Regions from separate parts of the Mus musculus genome. Here region 2 is linked to region 1. The links are chromatin contacts, called in public Hi-C maps. All regions are on one chromosome and are shown on one strand. The core of a region is the stretch at or near the end of the contact, and the rest is flanking DNA. Distances in the headings are between cores, read along the strand shown. Region 1 holds the start of Sigmar1 (sigma non-opioid intracellular receptor 1). Region 2 holds the start of Ccdc107 (coiled-coil domain containing 107).

The links. A called contact is a pair of places that touch in the nucleus more often than the background predicts.
Region 2: a contact with region 1 is called in a Hi-C map of B cells, with 6 read pairs. The contact joins the promoter of Ccdc107 here to the promoter of Sigmar1 in region 1. A contact is called at or near these places in 1 of 39 promoter capture datasets (liver), 1 of 484 Hi-C or Micro-C datasets (B cells) and 1 of 115 datasets of contacts at active chromatin or transcription factors (astrocytes).

What each region holds. Positions count from the first base shown.
Region 1 is chr4:41,739,173-41,745,158 of GRCm38.p6, forward strand. It overlaps Sigmar1 (sigma non-opioid intracellular receptor 1), which reads right to left and starts at 2,187. Exons shown (of 4, transcript NM_011014.3): 1 at 1,930-2,187; 2 at 1,604-1,804; 3 at 1,378-1,470; 4 at 1-408. The coding sequence starts at 2,080. The coding sequence ends at 182. Gm42274 (predicted gene, 42274) reads right to left here. Exons shown (of 2, transcript NR_155499.1): 2 at 4,016-5,795.
Region 2 is chr4:43,490,595-43,496,580 of GRCm38.p6, forward strand. Ccdc107 (coiled-coil domain containing 107) reads left to right here and starts at 2,771. Exons shown (of 6, transcript NM_001037913.2): 1 at 2,771-2,942; 2 at 3,014-3,165; 3 at 4,601-4,661; 4 at 4,748-4,838; 5 at 4,915-5,027; 6 at 5,103-5,327. The coding sequence starts at 2,837. The coding sequence ends at 5,308. It overlaps Arhgef39 (Rho guanine nucleotide exchange factor (GEF) 39), which reads right to left. Exons shown (of 12, transcript NM_001013377.3): 12 at 5,548-5,986. It also overlaps Rmrp.

The DNA of each region.
Region 1 (5,986 bases), core at 937-3,436:
CATTTGCTTCCCAAGAGCTGTGTCTGGATGTACAAGTATGTATGTCCTTCCTCATACAGCAGGTACTTAATATCTGCATGGTATACGCTGCTGTCTGAATATGAGTTCCAGCGAGTAGAGAGATGGATGTGGTCCTGCCGCGCTCCTGTCCATCCACAGATCTTCCTTCAGGCCTGGCTGGTCAGGAGTCTTGGCCAAAGAGGTAGGTGGTAAGCTCAAGCCGGAGGCCCCGGGCATAGGCCCGAAGGGTATAGAAGAGTGTGAGGTAGTCCTGGGTGCTGAAGAAAGTGTCGGCTAGTGCAAAGAACAGGGTAGACGGAATAACACCCCGGCCGTACTCCACCATCCACGTGTTTGGTCCCCACTCCAGAGCCGTTGCTTCTCCAGGCCCGTGTACAACTGTCTCTCCTGGGAGACAGACAGGATAAGAAACCTCATGAGGAGCCCAGCTCTGCCCTGGCCTTCCATACTGCATTTGTCTAGCCTATGGGCTATCTATGGAGAGGAGGGGAATGAAAAGACAGTTTCAAGAAAAGAAAAAGTTCTTCTACCCTACTGGCCAAGCTGCTTGATCAGAGGACAAAGACCAAAACACCTAATACCAATGGCATCACCTGGCCCCTGGAAGGCCACCCAACCCAGCTACAGGCTAACGTATAGAATTATGGCATCTGCATTTCCAAGCTGCACTCATATCTGGTGGAAATTCTGTGTGGTTACAGGGCTTGCCAGGCTCTCTGAGAAATGCGCCTGTTCAGTCACAAAGTGTGATGCTTAACCTTACACCAGCAAGCCCACGCCTTTTTTTCTTTTAAACAGATTCAGAGGTACATTAAAAAAACACCACCAGGAGTTTGCTAGCCAGATGGCTCAGCTGTGCCCTGGCTCCTACTCCAGAGGACCCAGGTTCACTTCCCAGCACCCACATGAAGGCTCACAACAGTCTATAACTTCAGTCTCTGGGATCAGATGCCCTCTTCTGGCCTTTAAGGCACCAGGCAGTTAAGGGGTTGGTGTGTGTAAGCAAAACCCAGACGCATAAAAACAAACAATAACAAAAATACAAAAACCCCAAACTGCCACTCTAGTTTAAGGAAACAAATGCCTGTCTTAACTTTTGGGTATAACCCAGATAATTGCTGGGTTAAACAGGCTGATAAAAAAAATCAAGTTCTCTATGACTGGAAACTGCCGTGTTCTGTTTCCCTTAACAGTCGAAAGCATCAGGGTTCCTAGCTCGACCCTAACGAAACACCTGTGGCTTACCAGGGAGGGAAGGAAGGAAATCACTGGTAGGCCTTCTAAACACGCCCTTTCCAAGTCTTATGCCCGTCCCTATCTAGAGGGCGCCCCCTCGGACAGAACTTCCCTACGCACCTGGGTAGAAGACCTCACTTTTCGTGGTGCCCTCTTTCCATTGGTGGAAGGTGCCAGAGATGATGGTGTCAGAAATCTCAGCCCAGTATCGTCCTGATTGACAGTAAAATAGACACCGACCATCAGGGAATCCTTGTCAATACACGGCCCAGCCAAACCTTGGAATGGAGGGCACCGGCCCTCGAACAGTCCCAGCCTCCCAATCCGACCCACCGCCAACACTGACCCGAATGGCCATGGGAGCCCAGGGCGGTGCCGAAGAGCAGCACGTACTCAGACAGCGAGGCGTGCAGAATACACATGGCGCCCATCCAGCCGCCCGCGTTCACAAATACCCACTGCAGCTCCTCATCCGGCAGCACGTGGCCTGGGTGCAGCCTCCGCAGCTCCACGATCAGCCGAGAGAAGGCAAGCTCATGGTCCAGCCCTGGTGCAAAAAGGAGAAGCGCGGGTGAGACCAGCCCGCGGTCTGAGCTTGGCGAGGACCAGCCCTCGGAAAGCGCGGCTCCGCTCCGTGTCGGCCCACCCCACTCTCCGCCCTCACCGGCTCACCCGCATACTGTCGAGCAAGCTGCGCTATTTCTTCTCTAGAGAAGACGAAGTTTTGAGTGCCCAGCCACAACCAGGCGGCCTGGATCAGCACTGCGATAATAGTCAGAATCAGGGTGATCCATGCCCACCGCCGTCCCGCGGCCCACGGCATTCTAGCGGGCAGCCTGGCACCACCAACGTAAGACCGAACTAGGGCCACAGGCTGTGGGTTCACGACTCAAAAGCCGCTGCCTACGGTCGCCCCCGCCACCGTGGTACGGCTCGCCGGGGCCAATCGGAACGTCCGGGTCACCTAGCACCGCCTCTGGATTGAACCATTTTCTAGAGGGGAGAGCGTAGGGTTTAGTGGCTTGGTCTGCAAGAGAGGTGAGAGGCGGGGCCTCGCCTCCTGGCTGCCACCCTGTTGGGTTCAATCTTGGTGTCCCCAAGCGGGGAGACCCAGAATGGATTGGCCCACCTGAGCTAGCGAGCCCAGAAGTAGAGCTTTCTAGGTCTGCTAGCACAGAAGCAGGTTGAAGATAGTGCCACTGGGAACCTTAGGAAAGAAGCGGTGATATCTGAAGTGTCCATGAGAGAGAGAGAGAGTCAATGGGAACTATTCCAGGAGTCAAAGAGCAGAGGAGTGTGAGACAGCATACATGCATTTATGTATATATGTATGTGTACATATATTTGTAATATTTTAGACAACTTTAGCTAGCCTATAGACTAGGATAGCCTCGATCGATGCCTCTCCAATACTGGGATCAGGGGCGCGCACCACCATGCATGTTTAGCTTAGTGTTTTCTCCGATCCTATGATTCATTCTATGTTCTGAAGCACAAAAGTGTGAAAGACCTTGAAAACCAATAGATTTGTCCACTGGGGAGCTATGGGATTCGATGTTGACACAGAATGATTCTGGGCTAAATAGAGGAGGGGAGCAAAATTGGACTAAGATCTAAGACAGAGAGCCCATATGTGTCAGCATTTAAGAGTATGCATTGATAGCTTTATCTGTAACATAGACTAAATTAAAAAGTATCTGCTTCGTAGCCCATACCTTCATTATGATTAACATTAAATGAATTAATTTTTTAAAGTAATTAGTGCCTGGCACATGGTTAGGATTATACATGTTAGTTAGAAAAAGACAATGTAAGACATGTATTGCTTGTAATTCTAGAACGTGGGAAGGCACCAAGATCAGTTCAAGGTCACCATAGCAAAAGTCAGCAGAGGCCTCAGGAAACCATGTCTAAAGCAACAACAAGAACAACAGCCAAACCCATAAAGGAGCTAGAACACAAAGAACTGATGGAATGAAATCCATCAGGCAAATATAAGGGAGGGGTTCACGAAACATGGGGAATGGCTTTTCATGGCATTTTTATGTGGCAGAGACATTTCTTTTTGCTTTTTTTTTTGGTTGTTTTGTTTTGTTTTGTTTTGTTTTGTTTTGAGACAGGGTTTCTCTGTATAGCCCTGGCTGTCCTGGAACTCACTTTGTAGACCAGGCTGGCCTTGAACTCAGAAATCTGCCTGCTTCTGCCTTCTGAGTGCTGGGATTAAAGGTGTGCGCCACCATGCCCGGCTTTCCTTTTGCTCTTGAGCGACCAAAATACATTCTATAATCTCTGTATATGGGGCCATGTACCAGGTGGTTTTATTCCAGATAATAAAATGGAAACAGAAATGCTGTAAGACATTTTCAGGTCTAGTTTCTAAAAATATGTGAAATCTTGAGGCTGGAGAGATGCCTCCGTGGTTAACAGCACTAGCTGCTCTTCTGCTTTTCCAGAGGATCTTGATTTGATTCATAGCATGCATATGGTGGCTCACAACTGTTTGTAGCTCAGTTCCAGTAGATTTGACTCCTTCTAGCCTCTGTGGGAATTGTACCCACATGATATACTGGCATACATGCAGGCAAAACACCAATACATATATTTAAAAAAAAAAGAAATTCTGTCCTCTCTCTTTTCACCTTTGCCAATTTCAGAAGACTTATTGTTGTGTGACAAAATGTTTCCTGAGGAAACACAACACACTTCAGATAGGGAGCCTATGACAATTGAAAGTACAGATACCACCAAAATCCAATTTGGTGAACTAATGAGTTTTATTGGGGTTACTTGCTGGACTGTGGGTGAGGAGTTACTTGCAGGAACAGAAATCAGAGTCAAAGACAGCTGCATCACCAAAGCCCAGCCCAGCATGGGTGACAGCTCACAAAACCTGGAAGCAGCCTGAAGGCTCTACAGGTTGTAGTGTCCTTTTCAAGAGACTCTAGTCTAAACCTCTCCCAAGCAGCTTGACTAGTCTGTTTCTTCAGGACTAGTCTGGTCTCAAGATACTTTTTTGCAGCTTGGCTTCACTTTGTCTAAATGGGACTCTCAGCATTTATTGCTTACTATAGCAGGGAGGAGTCTAGTAAATTTGGTCAGTTTCAGGGACTTCCTGAAGCTGTTTTGAGTTGGTTTCCATCCTGCTAAAGGAATTCTTGCAGGATGGATTTTAATACTACAAGTATAATATAGTGGTTCTTCTTGGTCATCAACTTGACTACATCTGAAACTCAAAAAACACCTGTGAGGGTTTATTTTGTTCTTAATTAAATCATTTGATGTGAGCCGGGCGTGGTGGTGCATGCCTTTAATCCCAGCACTCGGGAGGCAGAGGCAGGCGGATTTCTGAGTTCAAGGCCAGCCTGGTCTACAAAGTGAGTTCCAAGACAGCCAGGGCTATACAGAGAAGCCCTGTCTCAAAACAAAACAAAAAACAAAACAAAACAAAAAAACCAACAACAACAACCAAAAAAACCCCATCTGATGTGGGAAGACTTACTTCTGAGCCAGATCGTTGAGATAGGAAGATACATTATTAATTTTGGACCATACCTTCTGCTGGCAGCCTATATAAGGGACACAGAAGTAGGAGATGTGCCTCCTCTTTGCAGACCTGCCTTTGCTCTTGATGGCAAGTCCATTCCTTCTCTGGCATTAGAGCTTACTTCTTTGGGATTCCAGCATATACTGAAGACAAGCTGAGATATCAGCCTCATGGACTGAAAAACTGAATTCTTGGACCTTCCATTGGTAGGCAGCCATTGTTGGACTATCTGGGCCTTTAAGCCATTCTAATAAGTCTTTGCTCTGTTGCCTTTCACTTGCCCATGTTGCAATATATTGTGCTACAGAGACCAGAGGCTGGGGAGGTGAACTGTTGTGTATTTGTTAGTTTTGAGTAATCTAGTTGAGGATGAAAGGTTGAGGAAACGTGTTTTGAAACAGCTGCTGGCTTCTATGTTATCCCTAAGTTGACAATTTTCTAAGACCACTGAGACCTCTCTAGTTCATTGCCCTTTCACATTCCATCATAAATACAGTTCCTCATAAATAAATAATCCCGTCCTCTCAGCCTTAACCACTAGCTGTGTGATAGACAGTAACATGGCTCCAGTCTATATGACTTAGGGTATGTAATCTTAGTTGCTGTAAGCAAACAATACCCAGAGCTCAGAGGGCCTTTCTGTAGCAGGCTTCTGCCCCTCATTCCATGTAGAAACGGTTTCTGAGATGTCCAGACCTACAACTCCCCTCTTTGATCTTTCAGCCACCTTCTCAAACACAGTCCACTAAAAAAAAAAAAAAAAAAAAAAGAAAAAAAAAAAGAAAAAGAAAAGGAAGGAAGGAAGGAAGAGAGAGAGAGAGAAAGAAAGGAAAGAAAAAGATCCTATAGCTTTGAGTGACTCATGGAGGGAATTGAGGGGATGAGAATGACAGCCATCTTCTCCAAATGTCACAGTAGAGGTCCTATATCTGGGGTCTGGGAGGGAGAGCACCAAGTAGACCCTATCTAGACCATTCTTCCTCCGACAAGGGATCTGGAAAGACACAGAAAAGGAAGAGATATGTCACCTGAAGAGCATCAGGAGTCAGCATGATCTAGGAGTGATGTAGAAGCATGGGTGTTCCTGTGGAGATACAGTGCCACCGTCTAGTCACTAAAGACAGCAGGAAGGAATGCCTGTTCTGCTTTCCTGCCCTCATTCTCTGCTGTACTTTGAGCAGCCAC
Region 2 (5,986 bases), core at 1,521-4,020, 1.8 Mb after region 1:
TTATAAGGGGGTGGAAAGCTGCACCACAGGTGGCCCCACCTCAATGGTGACAAGATTTGTACCAACCCGCTTCAGGCTGGGGGAGCCTACACACCCCGACCCCGTACCATCAAAATGAAACAACAAAACCTTATTCTGGAGACCAGGTTTGGTGGCACACACTTAGAGTCCCAGTGTACAGGAAGAAAAAGCAGGCGTTTCAGAAGTTCTAGAGCGTACTTGACCATATACACAAAGAGTTCTGAGGTCAACCTGGACTACCTGACTCAAAACTCCCAAAACAAAAAGCCAGCCATCAGTGAGTCATTTGTCCCATTAGAATGAACCTGAATTTATCTACACACACTATGCCAGCTGGCAGCCACTCCAGGTTTGTACCTCTCTTCTTTCCCATCCAAGCTGCCTTGGAGCAATCAGACTTTAACAACTCCTGTTGCCCTGCCCTGCCCTGCCCTGTCCTTATGCCCCCCTCTCTGGGAAAACAAGATAAGACTCTCATGGTTTATTCATTTATTTAACACTCGTGTGCCTCATGCCTGGTGATTGCCAAGTCCTGGAGACCGAGATGCAAATGGAACGTGTTTCTTCATTCCGAGAGCTATTGATCTGAAGATGGCCCTCTGAAGATGTAGCAGAGGTAAAAGATAACAGGGAGAGAGGTACATGCTGGCTGCATCTCTAGCAACCCCAGCACTCCAGAGATTATCTCAGAAGGATCTTGGGCTACTGAGACTGTCTCAAACAACACAGCTTAGAGCAGACAATGTAACACCCTGTCTTGGTCTTTTGTTCGTTTTTTTTTTTTTTTTTGTTTTTGTTTTTGTTTTCTTTTCTTTTTTTTTTTTTCCATTTTTTATTAGGTATTTAGCTCATTTACATTTCCAATGCTATACCAAAAGTCCCCCATATCCACCCACCCCCACTCCCCTGCCCACCCACTCCCCCTTTTTGGCCCTGGTGTTCCCCTGTACTGGGGCATATAAAGTTTGCAAGTCCAATGGGCCTCTCTTTCCAGTGATGGCCGACTAGGCCATCTTTTGATATATATGCAGCTAGAGTCAAGAGCTCCGGGGTACTGGTTAGTTCATAATGTTGTTCCACCTATAGGGTTGCAGATCCCTTTAGCTCCTTGGCTACTTTCTCTAGCTCCTCCATTGGGAGCCCTATGATCCATCCATTAGCTGACTGTGAGCATCCACTTCTGTGTTTGCTAGGCCCCGGCATAGTCTCACAAGAGACAGCTACATCTGGGTCCTTTCAATAAAATCTTGCTAGTGTATGCAATGGTGTCAGCGTTTGGATGCTGATTATGGGGTGGATCCCTGGATATGGCAGTCTCTACATGGTCCATCCTTTCATCTCAGCTCCAAACTTTGTCTCTGTAACTCCTTCCATGGGTGTTTTGTTCCCAAATCTAAGGAGGGGCATAGTGTCCACACTTCAGTCTTCATTCCTTTTGTTCGGTTTTGAGAGAGGGTCTCACTATGTAGACCAGGCCTTGAACTCATAGAGATCTGTCTGCTTTTGTCTCCCCACTGCTGGGATTAAAGGAGTGTGGTGCCACATCTGGCAGCTCTGTGAATCTTATGTGCTTGCTACTACATAATCCCAGCATTTGAGAAATGGAAGCAGGAGGGTTAGGAGTTCTAGGCCAGCTCCAGCTACATGAGAATGAAGCCAGCCCAGGTTACATGAGACCCAGAAGGACCTAGTTGTATATTTGCCTTTTGAGTCGCTGTGAACATTCATTCATTAATTTCATTCACTTCCTCAAGTTCCCCTAGCAACAAGTGACTAGGCTCGGACAGTAAAATGGAAAAAAACAAAAAAGCAAAACCCACAGTCTTGCTCTCTTTGGACTAGCAGTCTAAAAAAAGAATTACAGCTATTAAAGAATAAATTAGGAATTCAGATTTGTCTCCGTTTTCTTTCTTCTTTTCTTAGGAAAGGGTGACCTTGATTTCCTAATTAGTACATTCACATCTGGCTCTGAAGGTTGTATAGAAATAAAAGTGGCCGGGCGTGGTGGCGCACGCCTTTAATCCCAGCACTCGGGAGGCAGAGGCAGGAGGATTTCTGAGTTCGAGGCCAGCCTGGTCTACAAAGTGAGTGCCAGGACAGCCAGGGCTACACAGAGAAACCCTGTCAAAAAACCAAAATACAAACAAACAAAAATAAATAAATAAAAGTGTAGCCGCGCTGAGAATGAGCCCCGTGTGGTTGGTGCGAGCCAGGTCGCACTGCCTGCGTCACTATGTGAGCTGACGGATGACGCCCCGCTGCACGCCGCTCAGCTCGCCCCGGAGGGGTCGCTTCTTGGCGGGCTAACAGTGACTTGCGGGGGAAGTCTACGCGCGTGTGCACGCGGCACTCTCTGCCCGTGGTCCGGGGACTTTCCCCTAGGCGAAAGGATAAGGAACATGTCCCTCGTATGTAGCCTAGGAAACAGGCCTTCAGAGCGAGCTGCCTTAGCTTCTAGGCGCGACTAATTTATGACTCTACAACAGGCTTAATTTTTTGGTTATGGTGAGAAAATTGGTCTCTCTAGGTAGAAAAACAATGAGCCATTGTTTTAGGCATGATACTTTATCCTGAAAGATTCTGGAGACATAATTGTTTAAGAAAGCTATAAATAGATAGGTCATTAATTAATGTAGGAACGCTAGGTGGGCGTGGTTTATGCAAATATTGCTTAAACCCATCCTGAGATGGGCGTGGCCGCCTTAAGGGACTCAGCCCCCCCGATGTAGGCGTGGTCTCCTGCGCGTGCGCACTACGGCCGGAGGCCCAGCGCTGGAACGCGGGGTACCCGGCGTGCGATTCTGGTGGGCCAGGCATGGAGGGCGCTGGCCCCGTGTTGAGTATTCTGGGGCTGCTGCTTGTGTCTGCGCCTTTTGGAGTCCTTGGGGAGCGCCCCAGCGCCGATCTGGGGGCACACCCAGGTACCTGCGAGAGCTGCTGGAGGGAGGCTGGGACTGCCTAGTAGAAACTGACCGATGGCTTTAATCCACAGAACGGGGCTCCCAGGTCAGTCCGGGAACCACCGAACCTCGGCGGCAGCCGCCACCCAAGGATCAGCGCGAGCGAGCCCGGGCCGGATCGCTGTCTTTGGGCGCTCTGTACACCGCGGCCGTCGTGGCTTTTGTGCTGTTCAAGTGTTTGCAGGTGCGGTATGGCGGTGGGTTGTGGGAGCCCTGGGCCTTAATCTCCTGGGGCCGCTACAGTACCAAGAACAACCGCTTCCCGGCTACCTGTAAAATGAAGGCTCGTTCCTTGGTTTTTCCACATTATTGGGGCATTCGAGGATCCAGAGAGATAATGGATGTAGGGGGCTGAGAAATTGTAGAAACCGTTACTTTTACTCCTCTCTCCAGTGACGATCGATTTTCAATCTGGAGCTCATCCACTTAGTGTCTGATGTAAGTGGGGTTTTAACCCAACTAGTGTCAGTATGCAAAAAAAGAAGTTGCTGCTGAGGCTCCAACCTTGGCCCAAGGAGTTAATCGCGGCAGCAACAGAGTGTCTAGTGGACCAGACACCAAGCCGTTTCGTGCTCTCCTTAGGAAGGAAACCCTGAAATGTGAACTGACTGTACATTCTGATTACTTTGAAACTGTTGACATGGAAAGTGGAACCTACCACCCAGTGCTTTATCTTCAACTCTGGTCAATTACTTGCACAGGGGAATAGAGGCTGAACTAATTAGTAACATAAAACTAGATGAGATTAAAGAGCCAGGCAGACTTGACAGGCTAGGATGAAGATTGGAGTTTAAAGATAGATTAATAAATTCTACCCAGGCGTAGTGTTAGACGCCTTTAATCCCAGCATTCAGGGGAGACAGAGGCAGGAACAGCTCTTGTGAGTTCGAGACCAGTATTTCTGTCTTATGCATGGAGAAGAATACATAAGCAGTTGAGAAGAGGAGCGGGACCCGTGGAAGAGAGGTAGGCATGGCGGCTGACAGTTTCACGGTGTTATGATAACCCACTTTCCAATTAAAGGTTCTGAAGGAGGCTTGTGCTTTATCTACCTATCAGAGCACTGGGAGAATTGTATCCTAAAAATAAACCATAGGGCACTGCCTTTTAGAGCAAAGAGCACTATATAGACTTTTTGTTGTTGGGTTTTTTGTTTTGTTTTGTTTTAGATTTTTAATCTGTAATGGGATAATGTGAATTGAACAGATTGGAGATTTTTTTTTTCACCAGCAAAGACTGAGGGTACAGGAACTGGTGACACAGTCCTATTATTCCAACTACTATGAGGGAGGATTGTAAGTGCAAGGCCCATCTGGACAATTTAGCAAGACTCTACCTCAAAGGCAGCGAGGTATAGGGATGCTAAATAAGAAGGCTGGGGTAAGAGCAATCTTCCCGTCCCTACTGGAGAGTTTCACATTCCCAGGAGTGCTTTAGCAGTCTGGCCATGTGTGGGCATCCTGACGTTTCACTTCATGTTCTGGGTAAGCAGCTGGACTAGAGACAACTGGGATTCTCTGAGGTGGATGCCCAGAGCTTTCTCTATGGCTCCTCTCTTCACTGGCTCTGAGGTGCTGGGGCCTTTGCTGCAGCCTTGTCTTTATCTGCTTCCACAACAGGGCCCAGATGAGGCTGCTGTTCTCAGAGAGGAAAAAAACAAGAAGAAATCCTCGCAGTCAGGTGGGTTGAGCATTTAGTGGTGGTTTCTGGCGATGGAGTAGATCAGGGGACTGCAGGAGTAACCATGCCCTTTCCCTCACTCCCAGAGCAACAGCTGGTGCAGCTGACACAACAGCTGGCCCAGACGGAGCAGCACCTGAACCACCTGATGACACAGCTGGATCCCCTTTTTGAACAGTGAGAATTTGTGGGGTGGGTGAGGTGGGAGCCAAGGAGACAGACTGGGCAGCCCCCTGAGTGGGTATTTCTACAGGGTGACGACTTTGGTTGGAACCCAGAGGGAACTTCTAGACACAAAACTAAAGACCATCCACCACCTTCTACAAGACTGCCAGCCTGGCACAGGAGTGGAAGTTCCAGAACCAGGTAAAAGGTTGGGAGGTTTCTATGGCTGGAGAGCCATGGCTGTGAAACTAGAGCAAGTTGGTCTCTCCTTCACAGAGGCCAGCATACCCTTTACTGAGGACCTGGGGAAAGAAGACCAAGAAGCTGGAAACAGTCAGGCCTGGGAAGAGCCCATAACCTGGAGCCCAGAAACACGGAACCTAGCTCCTTCCTGGGAGGTGGAGCAGGGGCTGAGGAGAAGGTGGCACAAGACGGTGACAAAGGGTCCAGCAGTAAATGGGGAACAACCACTGAAGGTTTAGTAAAAAGAGTCCCCTCGTACTGGGTGTTCCTCTGTGCTTTTTCCACTCCCTGCTACACACACACACACGGTGCAAAAGCCAAGCACTCTTCCCTTATTAGGAAGAGAGAGACTGCCTTCCAGAATGTGAATGGAGAAGACAGAGAGAGAGCCACAGTTCTGCCCTTGTGTTTCTGAGGCTACCGAGATGCCAGCCATCAAGGCTCAAACTCCATTTTCTCGTGATTTAGACAGGAAGGCTTTTGCAAAAACAACCCTTTATTAAGATCCAGTGGGGAAATAAATTATAGAACATAGGAGGTAGTTCAGGAGGATCTGGAGTTCAAGGCCACCCTGGACTGCATGAAACCTTGTCTCAAGAAAACAAACTATATACAATAGCCAGGTGTGGCAGCACACACCTATAACCCAACACCTGAGAGACTGAGGCAGAAGGAATTCAAATTCATGGTCAGCCTGGGTAAGATCCTTTCTCAAGAATAAATCAGGAAACCATAGGCAATAACAACAAAATGGACTCCTTTTCAAAGCTGCAAATGGGATTAACCGCTGGCCACAGACAGCAGGGGCTTTTCAGGCCCCCCAGTGGCAGGGCGTTAAAGGGACTTGTTCCACTGAGGCTCAATCGAAGTACATTCCCTTTTGTTCGTGGCTCTGCCCTATTCCTGAGTATCCGAGT